Regions from separate parts of the Mus musculus genome. Here regions 1 and 2 are each linked to region 3. A link is a contact called in public Hi-C and promoter capture Hi-C data. All regions are on one chromosome and are shown on one strand. The core of a region is the stretch at or near the end of the contact, and the rest is flanking DNA. Distances in the headings are between cores, read along the strand shown.

Region 1 (3,017 bases), core at 147-2,646, 69 kb before region 3:
TGTCTAACAATTTCAAAATTACTATCTGCTAGGAAGACAAAGACAACAATATTTTTAAAGAAATAATCTGCTCCATAAAGCTTTAGATGTGAGATTTGTAGAGACCTGCAAGGACTTTTCTTTTTAAACTGTTGGAATAAAGGAATCTGAACCAAAGACAAATTGCTGTTCCTAAGAGAGGTAGTGCTGTTTTAGGCCCAGATCATGGGGTTGGTCAGTCAGGTGTGGGCAGTGGGTGGTGACAGGGCATATAGTCAGACTGAGCTGAGCAGAAAGTACATATGTGATATGTAGGGGTTCAATGTGTTTCTGAGAAATAGCAGATAGAGATCATGGAGAGCCATTATTTCTATAATTATTATTAATATCATCATCATCACCATCACCACCACCACCATCATCATCATCGAGGATTAAGGTCAGAGCCTTGCACACACTAAAAACATGCCCTGCCACTGAGTCACATCCTTGGGCCTGGGGACTGCCTTTTAAAATGAGAAATCGACAGCCTAATCATGTGTTTGAATTCAGTGCAAAAGAGTTTCACACTGATCCAATCCAATTGAGAAAACTCAATGAGAGATTCTAGAGTCTTCAAAGGACATGGGATGCAGGAAAGCTGGACACAATAATTTGGGCAGGCAGGAACAGAGACAGAGGGAATGTTTGGACCATTTATACAGTAGGTAAATGGGAGCAATGGTATGGCTCAGTGGTCAAGTATGTGCCTAGCATGCATGAATACCTGGATCCAATCCCCAGTACTGAAAAGGAGGCAGAAGAGAAGGAGGAAGGAGAGGAGGAGAGAGAGGGGAGAGGAAGGACATGGAAGGAGGAGGAGATAGTGTCTTGCTGCTGTTAAAAACAGGTATAGAAGCAAAACTCTTGGGGATTTAAGACTCGGAATCAACGCAACCAACTTGGGAGGGGGAGCTATCCATACTTCACCTACACAGCACCGTGAGGTCACGTGGGCAGTAAGGAGCCTGACCTCCACGGACATCAAGAATAGTTTCACAGAGTGTTATACACTGCTGTAGGACCTGAGCTCCATGGGGAGTGGGGTGCACGTCCTTCCAGTTCCTGTCCTCCAGAACTGCAATCCCACCATCTTTGTGTGCCTTTAGAACTATGTGCAAAGATCTCTCAACAGAACCCACTTGGGCCCAAATCCCTGAGCTCATCTGTCCAGGCAGGATGTGCTTCAGGGTAAGCCGGCATTCCAAAAGATTGTGTCACCTCTTCCCTCAGGAAAAGGAAAGCCGCCCCCAACCCCCACCCCCACCCCCTGCCCTGCACAGTTCATTTTCATGGCGACCTTTACCCTCGACCTATCAAGCACGAGGAAATCGCAGCTTTCTGGGAAGTGACCAGTGTCTGGTCAGACTAGAACATGATGTCAGCAGAAATCAGTGTCTGCTCTGATTCCTGGTGCTAACTACACTACATACATTACACAAGTGACCTTCTCAGCTGCAAGTGACAGCCTTTGTTCTTGGGTGACCCAACCTAAATGACAACTACAAAAATGAGCAAATGCATAAAGCAAGGATTCTAAGCGCTGTCTTCTTGAGCCAGGTGCCTTTAGTTCTGGAACTCAGGAGGCAGAAGCAGGCAGACTTGAGAATTTGAGGCCAGCCTGGTCTACAGAGCAAGTTTCAGGACAGCCAAGCTTATGTAGAAAGGCTCTGACTCAAAAGCAAAACAAAACAAAACAACAACAACAACAAAAAAAAAAAACCCTGTCTCCTTAGTGACTGTATAATGATGTCAAAATACCCATAATATTAAAGAGAAAAAGAATGACTGAAAATTCTATATACATAATAAAATGTTTCCTCTATGTATGATTTAAAAGTAGGTCGTAGAGAAGCTTGGGAGGTGGCTCAGTGGTTATGAGCACTGGCAACACTTTCAGAGAACACGGGGTTCAATCCTTAGCACCAACATGGGTGCTCACAGCCATCTGTAACTTCAATTACATGGCATCCAGCACCCTCTTCTGGCCTCCTTGGGTACCATGCACATATGTGATACATAGGCATGCATGCAGACAAACACTCATAGAGATAAAAATAATAAAATAAAAATTGATAATCTAAGTAGAAACAGCAAACGCTTCTATAGTCATTTAAAAATATGAAATTAGTGACTTAAAATTGACACACACATGATTCTCCTGACTATTAGATGTGGTAGTGCATGCTGAAATCCCAGCACTCAAGAGATCAAAAAAAAAGGGTCATGAGTTTGAAGCCAGCCTGGACTCCATAGCGAGACCCTTGTCTTGAAAGTTTGTTTAATCAAAATTAATTAATTAATAATTAATCACCAATTAAGGATTAATTAATGGTTAGTTAATTGGTGGATGACTAATTGATGGATAATTAATCTTCCATGTCCAAATACCTTTACAGGTAAAATCTGACAAACTTTATCAATACAAGTTGTAATGATCTTTTTAAGAGAGCAGAAAAGGAGGAAGCAGTCTCAAACTGATGTGGTAATATTAAGAGAACTGAGATCTAACCAAGAGAGAAGACTACAAAAAGTACCAGCCATATCCACTCATGAAAATACACATTAAACTCTCAAGCTGGTGAGCTCTTCTCAACTCAACTTGGGCTGGAGTTATCTAGAAAGAGGAGGTATTGTTTGAGAAACTGTCTCCATCAAATTGGCCTGTGGGAAGCCTGTAGGGCATTTTCTTGATTGGTGATTGATGTGGAAAGCCTGGCCCACTGAGTAAGGTGCCATTCCTGGGCTGGTGGTCCTGTGTCAAATAAGAAAGCCAGCAGAGCAGCCCATGGGGAACAAGCGGTAAGGAACAGCCTCTGCTTCAGTTCCTGCCTTGGCTCAATGATGAACTGTGACCTGTAAGGCAAAATAAAGCCACTTTTCCCCAAGCTGCCTTTGGCCGTGGTCATCACGCCAATAGAAAGCAAACTAGGACACATCTAAATAAAACTTACAGGGTTTGGGTTTTGGTTTCTTGAGACATAGACTTCCTGCAGGTT
Region 2 (3,191 bases), core at 128-2,627, 110 kb before region 3:
AGGGGGAGAGGTGGTTTGTGCTCCAGCCTAGCAAAGCATGGAATCCTGCTTGCAACACTGTTACATTATTTTAAACCTTTGTTTTTGTCTCTGGTTAACTATGAAAAAGAGAGATGGACAGCAGAGGCCCAGGCCTCCAAACTGCTCAAGCCTATGGCAGCCATGCTGGGCCATAAACCTGAACCACAGCCCGTATCACACACACTCTTTGCCTGACTGACACACAGGAAGCTGTGCAAACATTCCCCATGCTGACACATGGTGTAATCAGAGGTGCCAATGAAATGATTCTTCAGCCATAGTCGATACATAGCAAGAGAGCATCAGCTACCAGTGGGTTCTTAGCTCTCTGATCCTGGGTCATTTCCTGAACATAGTTCTTGGCTCTAGTTAAAAACTACAAATGTTTTAAATGCTAATGATCACTTTTGTCACCTTGGGAGATTCTAATCATTATAAGCATCTACCAGTCTAAGAACAGAAAATATACTAACTAAATATGCTGAGGAAGTGTGCATCTGCACATGTCACGTCAGGTGCTGCATGCATTCTTTGTCTCCTGACCACTCGCTTGCTGACTGTAAAATCACTTCTTCCACCCACCAATCTAGCCTAAGCTCCTTCAAACACACACAAGGATGGTGTGCTGATCCGTCTCCCGTTGGCTTTTCCCATCTTACTCTTGGAAGATGGGCCATCATGGCTAGAGTTGGTGGGTCTCCCATGGGAACAAGGAAGATGCCACTGTTACCTTCTGCTCATAGCTTGGGCAAGATCTTTCCTCAATCTCGATAGGTAAGATTCACTTTTGATAACCACACATTACAAAAGAGTACCACATGTGCTACTACACTCTAACTGAAAATTATTTTTAAAGGTTTATTTTATTATGAGCATGTATGTATGTGCATGTGAACGTATGTACATGTGCATATAGGTGCCCACAGAGTCCGGAGCCTGGTGTCAGATGCCATGAAGCTAAACTTGAAGTTGAAATTGACTGAATGGGATTTGGGGAATAATGAAATTCCTTTGTAGGACACATACATATACCCAGTGGCAGAGCATGGTAGGGTTCAGTACTCAATACATGAGTATTGCTACATGACACTATACATATGTCCAACCCACAGACTTTACAACACAGGGCATAAGCACTAATGTCAGCTATGAGCTTCAGTTAATACTAATGTATTGATGGTGGCTTTTACCAGTCATAACAAATGCACCACACAAATACAAGATGTTGATAAGGGGGAAGTGAGGAGAAAGAGAAATTTTGAGTTTCATTTTGAGTTTTGAATGAAACCAGGCTCTGAAAGCAATGCCCCTTGAGGGAGCCACACCTAAGCTACCACAGGAAAGCACCACGGGAAAGCACCACAGGAGAGCACCACAGGCTCATGAGTCTAATCCTCAAAACACTGGCAAATACAGATGCTGGAGGCCATGGGCTGCACGTTCAGTGACAAGGTGTCCTTCTCCTGCCCCTCTGTAGAAAAGGCCCAGCACTGTATCTATAAGCACTCACACAAACAAACAAAACCACAGAAAATGGTTTGCCTTTCTCAGTAAGGTTCACTCCTTGTAGATACATTTTCCCAAGAAAGATAGAGATGCTGGGAGATGCATGAGACAGAACTCAGACAGCACTGGATACTCCGAATAATCCAGGGACAGGAAAATATTCCACCAAGATTTTCTTTTGAGTATGAAGAAGAGGAAGAGGAGGAGAAGGAGGAGGAGGAAAAGGAAGAGGAAGAGGAGGAGAAGAAGGAGGAAGAAGCAAAAGCAGAAGCAGAAACATTTACTGTAATAATTATTTTGCCAAGCATAGAATATGTAATAATGGAGTAAACTCAACAGTGATCTTTTTACACAAAAATATTTACTTTGTGACAAGTCACCTTCATGGCTATTTGTCAGGCCTGGCACATGGCCAGTGGCAGGAGATTGCATAAGCAATGCTGAGCAAGATGTCGCCCGGCAGCATGCCGTACTGTCACCCACACTCTTCTGCAGGCTGTTACTCATGCTAAACGGTGACAGCTGTGGAAAGTCTGGAAGTTGGAAAGTCCAGTAGATGAATGAACGAGGAATCGGGTCTCGGGAGGCCTGGAAGTAAGTGGATGTTATTCTAAAGCTTTGGTGATGTTTGGCCAGTGTTCCACTTCTGTTGATGATGCAGGGGGTCATGATGACCTGGCTGGATTAGATTCCAAGGGGAAATGCTCATGGCTGTACTGCGCTTCAGCCCTGAGTCCACCTCCTTGGTAGGAGAGCAGTTTTTTCAGTCACAAAAGTCTAAGATCATGAAAGGACACTTGATCTAGAGTGTCAACATCACAGCTTTCAATTTCCTGCCATCCGACCTCTCTGGACCTTAGCACATAACTTCTCTCTGAGGAAGTGAGCAGGATCTGTTGCCTTCTGACTTTGCAAGGGCAAAGCTTCATTTTCTCCCCGAACCTCCTGGTGCCTCAGAATGTGTTCTCCATCTGTTTTGTTTTGTTTTGTTTTGTTTTGTTTTTTTTCGAGACAGGGTTTCTCTGTGTAGTCCTGGCTGTCCTGGAACTCACTCTGTAGACCACTCTGTAGTCCTGGCTGGCCTTGAACTCAGAAATCCGCCTGCCTCTGCCTCCCAAGTGCTGGGTTTAAAGGTGTGTGCCACCACTGCCCAGTTCTGTTCTCCACCTTAAAGAGTCCGTGCATTACATTTTATACCACGTCTCTCCCCAGCCTGTCAAATCCCAAACCCTTTCCCCCACTGCATGATGCTTTGAGAATCTTAGATTTTCCCACTAAGCCAAAGCTGCTAACTAACAGGGAAGAAAGACAACAGTTCCTACATAGTCCCAAGAGAGCCATGGCCAAGACAGTCCTCTTTTCTTTCCGCTTACAAAGCTTCTCCCTCCTTCTTGGGGTAAAACTGAATCCTCTTGTTTTTCTGGTCAGCCTTGGTTCAGGCTGACCCTCATCACTGAGAAATTCTTTTCCCTTGCTTAGCTAGGTGTTGTCACACTAGCTCGTGTTGACCTCTTCTGGCCCCGGGAAATCTCAAGGATGACAGACACCCAACAGGCAGAGGAATTAAGTCATGTACCGTTTACACAGTTTTTACCCTGGGACGCTAATGCATATGCCAGAGACTCCCGAGCTCATCTTGCTGCTTTTCCGACTTGGCCTTATGA
Region 3 (3,179 bases), core at 298-2,797:
CGCTGCCCGAGCCAGGGGAGCCGGTGCCGAAGCCGGGTGAGCCGCCCAGAGAGCCGGGCGAGCTGGTACCAATGCCCGGAGATGCAGGTCCCGGAGAGCCGGTGAAGGAGCTCGGGGACGAGGTGCCCGAGCCCGGGGACGGGGTGCCCGATGAGCCCAGCGCAGAGCCTGCTCCCTCCGGGGTGGGCCGGCTGCCGGCGCGCGACTCCTCGTAAGCCTTGCGGTACCAGCTCTCAGGAGAGCAGGGCGCTGAGGGCTTGGTGGGCGAGCACATTTCGTTCACCTGCCGGAGAGACGCGCGGCGTCAGGCCCTGTAGAGCCATCAGTCCCCCGTGCGGCGGAGGGCTGGTGGGGGGGGGGGGTCGCCGTCCTGCCCGCACTGATGCAAACCTGCCCTCCATCTATCTCCATCCTTCAAGTGACCAATCCTTAAGGAAGTCCTGTCCCACCCACCCTCGCCAGAGTGACCCGCACGCAGGTCCCCCTCCATTCCTCCTGGGGTCAGCACAAGAGCTTGCGGGGTGTGGATATCCTGCAGCTTCTGCGAGAACACCCAGAAATCCAGCGCCCTACTCTTTCAAACCCGGTACCCACCCCAGCAAGGGCCTAGGTACACAGTCCTAGAACACCCTATCGCAGGGTGGGTGACTGTGACTTCTGGATGTTTACTCATTCGGGGAACAGCCCCCACCCCAGGTCCTGCAGGTAAAGCAAACGGGCTCCCCGCTCCAGGGCAGCGATCCGAGGGAAGAGCAGAGGAATTCCTGGGAAATGCTCCCCCTCGGCTTAACTCTGTCTGCAAGTCCCGAAATACTGCAAAAGTTAAGGGTGTGAGGAAAGGGAGGAACCAAGGGCTGAAGACATTCCCGTAGCCAGGCGAGCTGCAGACCCGCCTCCATGCACGCACGACCCCGCCGGCCGTGGGGACGCCGGTGCACCCGAGAGCTGGGGACCCTGCATCCGCCGCCGGCTCCCGGGAAGCAGAGGACACCCACTCAGATGAGTCCCTGGAAACGCATCTCCTCGTGGACACCGCCACAACTTACCCCGTATTTCTTGCCCCTGGTGGAGACCGCAAGCCTCTCTTTATTTCCGGCTACCGAATTCATGGTGGCTCTTCCAGAGGAAAGGGTCTAAATGTTCCCACAAGGCTACATCCAAAAGGTCTGCCAACCCAGACGCGTCCCCCCTCGTGGTAGGGGTTGGTCCTCAAGTCAAGATTTCTTAATGGGGGGTTGGGAAGAATGAAAGCAAATGGACCCCAGAAGTAATAGCACCAATTTGCAGGAAAGGTTGGAACGGCTGGTGGTTCTCAAATAATGGGTCTTCTCATCTCTCTGCCTCCTCCAGCCACGCGTCCTCTCTTCGCGGTCACATCCAGATCGCTAGCATTTTCCTCCACCCGGCCAGCGCGCGTTCTCCTCTAGCGGGGCCGAAACGGAGGAGGACGGCGGCGAGGACGCAGGGAGGCTGCAGGGAAGGTGGGCGAGCCCTCGCCGAGCCGAGCCGGCGGTGGGAACTTGCCTCCTTCCCCGAGCTCGCTAACTGAGTTCAAAGAAATTCTCCCAAAATATAAGGATCCAGACTCGGGGAGGAGCCACGGCGTGTCGCCGAGCCAATATGCGCCGTCCCGTTTTCTCCTGACAGTTGCGCGCAGGGCAAGGAGAGGGCGGCTGTACGCGGCCGGAGAGCAGCCCGCGGTCAGGACGCGTGTGTCCGTCCGGGAGCAGCGCGGAGCCTAGGGAACCTCAGCCCCGCCGCCTCGGAGCCCGCCGGGCCGCCGCCGCCGCCTCGCCTGCCGCGATCCATTTACGGCGCGGCGCTTGGGCCTGGCATCGCCAGGCGCAGCCGGGGCGGGGGTGGGGTCGTAAATCTGGCTCCGGGCGGGGAAGTTGCTGGCGAGGGGCCCACAGCCCCGGGCTCCGGTGCTATCCAGCGCGCGAGCCTGTAGCTCGGAGTCGGCCGAGCTGCGCTGAAACGCAGCACCCAGGCCTCCCCGCCCCCCTCCCCGAGAGCTGGTCTCTTCCTGGCAAGGCGTGCAGGTCTGCCTTTGAAAAGCCGTGCAAACGGATTGAGTCACAAACAAGTCCGCAAACAGGCCGGGACCAACCCCCCCGCCCTTTGTTCTCCCAGACCTGCCTGGCAAACCTTGTCTTGATTCGCCCTCCTAGCCCCAGCGGGCCAGGGGACCCTCCTCCCCTGGACCCCGATTTGAGCACCGGGAGCCTTGAGCCCCCCTTCCCGCGCCCGCCCACGGGCCCAAGCCCCTGTTAATGAAGGGAAAACCTCCCGAGACCTGCACAGGTGAGCCCGAGACCCAGCCTGTAGCTGCCAGGCTGGGGAAACTGAGGGATTGGTCGCGCCGAACGCGCGCGGAAGGACTGCGCGGGCCTGGAGAGGGGGTGTGGCGCGAGCTGATCGACCTCGGGGACTGGGATCGTCCCCTTGCCCCTTTGCACGGTTGCCTGCCAGCACCCGGACCTGTGGGATCTCCAGAGCACCCAGCTGTCGCCCGCTGTCTGATTCCCGTCCCCCGCCCGGCGCAGCGCCCAGGAGCGCAGGAAGCCGGCGTACGCCGGGCTCCACACGTGGCTGCTCCGGGGTGTCATTTTTCATTTCCCGGGAGGACATTTCTTCTGGTGAGCCGGCAGGTCTATTTTGTTGTGACCTTTAATTAACACCCCACGAGACGCCTCCTGCGGGACCAGCCGGGCGCGGAGATCACGTGTGGTGTAATGGCATCTGGGTACCCCGGAAAGACCTGGCCTGGGGCTAGGCGGGGGCAGGAGGACATTTCGGGCTTCCCTAGTCGCTGTCTTCCTTCAACATATGCAAGAGAAAGGAGGGGGCAGAATACAACAATTGGGGTGCTAGAACCCGGGGCAACGCCCCCCCCTCCTGTCTTCCTGTGTGAACCTTCGGCGCCTCCCGGGCATCGCCATCCCCGCCCAGCGCCCTCTGCAGCTGGTGCACCCCGGATATTTCATAGCCTCTAAAGCGAGGCGAGAAGGTCAAAATGAAGATGTTGAGAACACTGTGGAAGTTTCCATTACGTTCCTACTTCCAATTTCAACGCGATCATATCTGCCGAAGACCTTAGGGGGACTGGTAGCCTCCAGGCAGCCCAACTGCAGCCGCATCTGTATTCTGCCTAGGTGCCGCGGAAAATATCGTCGCCA

The links. Promoter capture Hi-C pulls out the DNA fragments that hold promoters and counts their contacts. Hi-C and Micro-C count contacts between places; a contact is called where the count stands out from the background.
Region 1: a promoter capture Hi-C map of trophoblast stem cells shows a contact between it and region 3, with 2.6 times the contacts expected there. The contact joins the enhancer-like site here to the promoter of Kif26b in region 3. A contact is called at or near these places in 11 of 39 promoter capture datasets (the 3T3-L1 cell line, the HPC-7 cell line, cranial neural crest and 7 more), 5 of 484 Hi-C or Micro-C datasets (the Patski cell line, colorectal tumor organoids, embryonic stem cells and 1 more), 3 of 115 datasets of contacts at active chromatin or transcription factors (a beta-TC-6 cell line and embryonic stem cells) and 3 of 9 other capture datasets (embryonic stem cells, embryonic tail and liver).
Region 2: a Hi-C map of uterus shows a contact between it and region 3, with 4 times the contacts expected there. The contact joins the enhancer-like site here to the promoter of Kif26b in region 3. A contact is called at or near these places in 7 of 39 promoter capture datasets (3T3-L1-derived adipocytes, the HPC-7 cell line, cranial neural crest and 4 more), 13 of 484 Hi-C or Micro-C datasets (the HL-1 cell line, adipose-derived mesenchymal stem cells, cerebellum and 8 more), 4 of 115 datasets of contacts at active chromatin or transcription factors (cardiomyocytes, embryonic limb bud, embryonic stem cells and 1 more) and 3 of 9 other capture datasets (adipose tissue, embryonic stem cells and liver).

Annotation. Positions count from the first base shown.
Region 1 is chr1:178,596,275-178,599,291 of GRCm38.p6, reverse strand. All of the region lies in intron 2 of Kif26b (kinesin family member 26B), which reads right to left. Among named protein-coding and RNA genes, the nearest start is that of Gm24405, 39 kb to the left of the region's middle. Within about 2 kb of position 1,396, at least 6 of the 459 cell types and tissues checked have an H3K27ac peak or open chromatin away from gene starts, as enhancers often do. A contact at or near this core is called in trophoblast stem cells, where this site is marked.
Region 2 is chr1:178,640,102-178,643,292 of GRCm38.p6, reverse strand. All of the region lies in intron 2 of Kif26b (kinesin family member 26B), which reads right to left. Among named protein-coding and RNA genes, the nearest start is that of Gm24405, 4.8 kb to the right of the region's middle. Within about 2 kb of position 1,377, at least 24 of the 459 cell types and tissues checked have an H3K27ac peak or open chromatin away from gene starts, as enhancers often do. A contact at or near this core is called in uterus, where this site is marked.
Region 3 is chr1:178,527,493-178,530,671 of GRCm38.p6, reverse strand. Kif26b (kinesin family member 26B) reads right to left here and starts at 1,547. Exons shown (of 15, transcript NM_001161665.1): 1 at 1,047-1,547; 2 at 1-283. The coding sequence starts at 1,109.